Regions from separate parts of the Zea mays genome. Here region 2 is linked to region 1. A link is a contact called in public Hi-C data. All regions are on one chromosome and are shown on one strand. The core of a region is the stretch at or near the end of the contact, and the rest is flanking DNA. Distances in the headings are between cores, read along the strand shown.

Region 1 (2,700 bases), core at 126-2,625:
ACAGTACCATCTGCTGAGTGCGTGGCGTTGGTGCGTCCCGGCGGTCATAGATTTTCCATGGCTGGAAAATCCAGCTACGCACGCCGACTTGGTCACGTACTGTACGTGACTAGGCTGCCTTGTTCGAGGCACGGAGTGAATGTATGCGATCGTAGCCTGCTCGCAGCACGCACGTATGTCCTAATAACTGTAAAAGTGCCCTCCTTCCTTGGCTTGGACCCCGTGAGCTGCGACGCTGCTGGCGGCACTTGGCAGCCGGCAGGGAATGCATTCAATTCACTGCTCGACGGGACGGATCGATCGCCGACCACAGTTCACGGGGTAGGAATGAGCTGTGTTTCTAGGACGTTCTCGATCGGCGGACGTGTGAGAATATGAGATGTTGGATCGTCCCCCACAGACCACCCGCCAGTGTCAGGTTCACCGCACACAGTTGACACTTGACAGGTGGACTAGACAGACTGGACTCCTAGGATCCTATCCTAGGACTGTCGAAGCAGTTTGGTCCGCTGTCACGTGCGTTCTCAGCTTTGAGCTTTCACAGGCTTCTTCCATCGTGCTGCCAGCTCGCGCGGGAGTCGGGACGCGGGTCGGCCGGACGGGGCCCCGCTTGCCGGCTTCGTCGGTCACGGGGCAGGGCAGCACCAGCAGCCCCGCGTCAGCTGATATTTCTGCCGCCGCTTTGCCTTTTTTTCCCCCCTTTTCTGGAAAGCGTCGTCGCACATGTACAGCAAGCAGCTGCCGGGTGGGCTCCGTCCTCGGCGTCCGCTTCCGGATACGGTTATCTGCTTTGCCACGGACTCGGGCTCGGCTATCAGACGGGCGCCGCAAAACAAAAAAAAAGTCCGCTTATCACCGTCGGGACACGATCACTCGCCGGATTTTCTGGAAGACCAGCCGCGCCGCGGGCGGTTTGTTTAATGCAGGGCTCGCCCGGGCTGACAAGCTCCTCGTGCCCGATGCCGGCGACCTAGAGTAGTAGGCAAGGCGAGCGCTCTTCCGTAGTCCATATGCCACGCGGTGTTGCACATGTGCATGTGGTAAAGTACAGCAACTGGATGATCTATGAAGAAGCACTTGTCCATGTGTCACGGAGTCTGGCTGACGTTTAGGATAAGGAATCAAGTTACCGTGTTCTCTTGTACTACTATGGATCAGTACACCTAGTCACGCACACGCAGTCACATTAGAAAAAAGGGCGTCAAGTTACTCCTACTGTCCTCGATCTCCTGCAGCGATAGATGCCACAACCTATCACAAAAAAACCGGTCCACGCACACCTGTCTGTACTTGTAAACCGGACACGGACGGGAGAAAAAAAAACCCCAACGAACGGCAAATTAAACCATCCAATATCCTATAAAGCGACACACCTCACGGGATAACCACCGTAGACCCCGCGCGCCTCTTCCCCCCACCCCGACTGCAGCTCACCCCACACGCGCTTTCGCCGCACCAAAGCGTCGTGAGCTGCTACCTAACCTAACCCCACCGCCAAACAATTCCCCCATTCCTGATTCCAACCAGCCCGCCCCGTTCGAGTACACACTGAGCGAGGGAGACAGAGAGAGAGACGAGAACAACCAGCGATCTCGCGTATGTGTGTGGAGTTGGAGATATACAGTACAGAGGAAAGATCCGATATTTTTTGCTGTACGGCTGCTGAGCGGAAGAGATGTTGAGGGCGGTGGCGAGGTGCTGCGGCCACTGGCCGCCGGGCGCGGCGGCGGCGGACGGGATGCTGTGGCAGACGGAGCTGCGGCCGCACGCGGCGGGGGAGTTCTCCATGGCCGCGGCGCAGGCCAACCTCACCATGGAGGACCAGGCGCAGGTGCTGGCCTCCCCGTCCGCCACGCTCGTCGGCGTCTACGACGGGCACGGCGGGGTCGACGCCTCCCGGTTCCTGCGGTCCGGGCTCTTCCCCCATGTCCAACGTGCGTTTGATTGACTGCTTGCTAGTATCCCGCCTTCTCCTTTTTCTGGGTTCTGTCGTCTTGATCGTTCCACGGCTGACTCTGATGAGAGTTCGTTCCATGTGCCAGGCTTCGCGAGGGAGCAGGGGGGCATCAGCGCGGAGGCGATCCGGAGCGCGTTCGGCGCGGCCGAGGAGGAGTTCCACAGGCAGGTGAGGCAGGAGTGGGCGAGGCGCCCACGCCTGGCTGCCGTGGGCTCGTGCTGCCTGCTCGGGGCCATCTCCGGGGATACGCTATACGTGGCCAACCTCGGGGACTCCCGCGCCGTGCTCGGCCGTCGAGTGGGCGGCGGCGGCGGCGGGGCGGCCGTCGCCGAGCGTCTGTCCGCCGAGCACAACGCGGCGTCCGAGGAGGTGCGGCGGGAGCTCGCGGCGCTCAACCCGGACGACGCGCAGATCGTGGTACACGCCAGGGGAGCGTGGAGGGTGAAGGGGATAATTCAGGTGAGAACGCTATCAGTTAGCCATCCCATTTGATTTCATTGCTTTGGTGCGCCTGTGATAGAATTTGGGGGGAAACATATCTGCTTGTTTATTAAAAACTCTTATATTTGGTTGCTTGTTTGGCGTGTCAGCGTTACAATTTATAGAGTAGTTTGTTTGCGAGTTAACATATATTACTTGGTTGCATTATAAGTCTGTAACAAAACTATACTATTAATCTATTATACTATTAGAGATCCCAGCGTGTGCAAGGGGACCAGGGATTTGGAAATCAAGCTACCTTC
Region 2 (2,700 bases), core at 17-2,516, 520 kb before region 1:
CTCCTCGCCTTCACACGCTCACTTCCAATGGTTCCCAGTTGTACTCTAGCTTCATGCATACCATGATACACCTGTACCTCCGCCTCTCGTCAACGATCGAATTGATTTAATTAACAAAGGCAACGAACTCGTCAAGTGAAGTGCGTACAACTCTGAAAACCACTTGCTAGTGTGAGTAGTAGTATCTTTTTTTCCGAAGATGGTTTCATTTGCACTGACACAGATCGAAACAAAAGCCTTTTTTGATTTGAAGTTTTTTTTTTGGGTACACTTCGATCAAATTTCGATCAAAGCTTTTGTATATGCGCTTCAAATATCTCTTCCTATGTACACATGCTCTCTCGCTGGAACGAACGATCGTCTCTCAATCAGTCAATCTTATCCCGGGGACAGGACAGTCTCGTACTCTCGTGTCTCCTGACGAGCGACGACAACCCCGGTCACGCGCTGAAGATTTTTTGGTCACGCGCGAGTTCATGAACCTCGCGACCTTGGATCTTTCAGGAGCTATAGCGAGCTAGGATCACCAGCAGACTGATCGATCTCAGAACGCGCAGCAGTAGTAGACGAAGCGCCTCCACGCGTTCTTGCGCTTCCTGGCGCCGACGGCGGCCGCGACGGCCGCGGCCGCGGCGGCCTCCTTCTCCGCCAGCGGCACCAGCCCGTCCGTCGCCCGCAGCATCTCCCACATGACGTGCACGTCGCGGTACTCGCACGTCCGCACCTCCTTCCGCAGCTTCCCCAGGCCTGCATTCATGCGTATATACGTCGGTGAGCTAGGGACGACCAACAAAGGCGTGCCAGTACAGACTACAGACGCCGCCAATAACTGGCGACGACGGTCGACGGCCGAGAGGGAGGGAACGGAGGAGATCGCACAGAGCGATCGAGGCAGCTAATATAGCAGACGTACGTACGTACCGGTCTTTCGGCGGAGGCCGAGGCGCGCGGCGATGCCGAGCCAGACCCTCTTCACCGGCACGGCAGCTCGGTCCATGCACATCTTCCTCGACGTACTGCTGCTGCCTAATTTCTTGCCGGCGGCTGGATGATCTCCTAGCTTCCTTCGATGCGATCCTTGGCAGCTCTCACTCTCCCCCTCCCCCGGGCCACGGCCAAGTCACTCTCCCCGCCTCCTGCTGATGGATGACTGGATGATAGCCTGAATTAACCGAGGCCGGGCACGGCCGGGACCTTTTATAGGCGAGGCGGTAGCGGCGCCGGCGCGTGGGCGTGGGAAGGGGGAGTGGGGCCGTGGGGGACAAGGGAGAGATGCGCGTGCGATCCGGGGCTTTTCGATCGGCGCTGTCGTCCGATTTGGACGCGCGAGCAGCACGGGTTGGTCGCTGTCCGCGGCTCGTGCGGCTTCCGCGCGGGTTCCCTTGGGCTCCTGGCGCTGGCACCCAGCGGGCTGCCGCCGCGTGAGCAAACCTGCTCCGCGGAAAATCGGAAAAATGAGTGGCGAGGGGTGGCCTTGGTTTTGGTTCCCAATTTTTGCCTTCCCCGGCCTTCCATGCTCATGCGCCTGGCCGTGGACATTTCATTCCCGCAGAAAATAGTGTCATTAGAATATTAACCCTAGATTGCTAACTGGAAGAAAATTTAATCAGCTTAAATAGTGTGTTCTAGTGGTTAGCTATTAATAAGTAAAATGTGGGGAAAGTAAAATGTCGCGACTGCTTCATCTTTATGGTGTTGTTCTTGGTCACCACCCGATCATGTTGACCGATGCGCAGAATAGTGCCCTCCTGGTGTAGTTCTTGGTCGTCACTCGATCATGCATGTCGACTGATTCACATAACAGCGCCTCCGATGTGCTCAACACACAACGCCGGTCCTTAGTTTATTCCTCTTTCCGTCTTTATGCTTGTGGGTTCGTCCTAATTATGCATTACCAGTTGGTTATAGGAAAATTAATTATGCTAACAAACGATCACATATGTCATACTTATCTATATAAATCTATGGATTAGATCCGTGTTTAAACTTTCTACTAAAATCACAATAGGAGAATGAATCAATTAAGGTCACGTTTCAAACCTCTCAAAGTAAGTGTTAGCAGCTAAAGTTAGCTGGAATATTTAGAACATTTCAACTAAATAGATCAACTTAATTGTTAGCTGTTGCAACACAACTTATTAGTCGATTAACAATTAACTCTTTAGAGCATGGCCTAAAATATGTGGCTGTTGTTGTGTAGTACTGTGTGTTGTTAGTTTCGTGAGTTTATAAAAGGTAGAGGACGAGACACCCCCCCCCCCCCCCCCCCCCCGTAAGCACTACTCCACGACACGAATGGGCATGGGCTCAGGCAGCCCGCGAAGATTATCCAGAGAGGCTCAAAAAAAAAAGATTCCATGGCGAGCTTGGGTTGCTGCCTTTGTTTGTTGTAGTGGACTAGTGGTCATCAGCTTGCATTGCATCATCGGCGCCGACTCACGATCCAAACGAATCGGACCCCCCCAAATCGGCGTCCGCTCGCTTTTTTTTCTTTTTCTTTTCCATCCATCACTGCACGGCGACGAGTCGACGACGCAACGTTGGCACGTTGCAAGCACGCACTCACAAAGGAACTCGGCAAGAAACGGAGGATGACTACGACTAACTAACGAGTGCGAATAATGGCTGCTGCCTCAGTCTCGGCCGACTTATTGCTAGCCTCGTCGTCGTGGGCTCCCTGTGTGTACCATAATACATAGT

What was found. Hi-C and Micro-C count contacts between places; a contact is called where the count stands out from the background.
Region 2: a contact with region 1 is called in a Hi-C map of endosperm, with 5 times the contacts expected there. The contact joins the promoter of LOC103644045 here to the promoter of LOC103644037 in region 1. A contact is called at or near these places in 5 of 25 Hi-C or Micro-C datasets (bundle sheath, ear, endosperm and 2 more).

The regions. Positions count from the first base shown.
Region 1 is chr1:285,865,647-285,868,346 of Zm-B73-REFERENCE-NAM-5.0, reverse strand. It overlaps LOC103644037 (probable protein phosphatase 2C 34), which reads left to right and starts at 1,375. Exons shown (of 4, transcript XM_008667229.3): 1 at 1,375-1,934; 2 at 2,043-2,416. The coding sequence starts at 1,676.
Region 2 is chr1:286,384,233-286,386,932 of Zm-B73-REFERENCE-NAM-5.0, reverse strand. It overlaps LOC103644045, which reads right to left and starts at 1,266. Exons shown (of 2, transcript XM_008667247.4): 1 at 922-1,266; 2 at 223-747. The coding sequence starts at 1,003. The coding sequence ends at 545.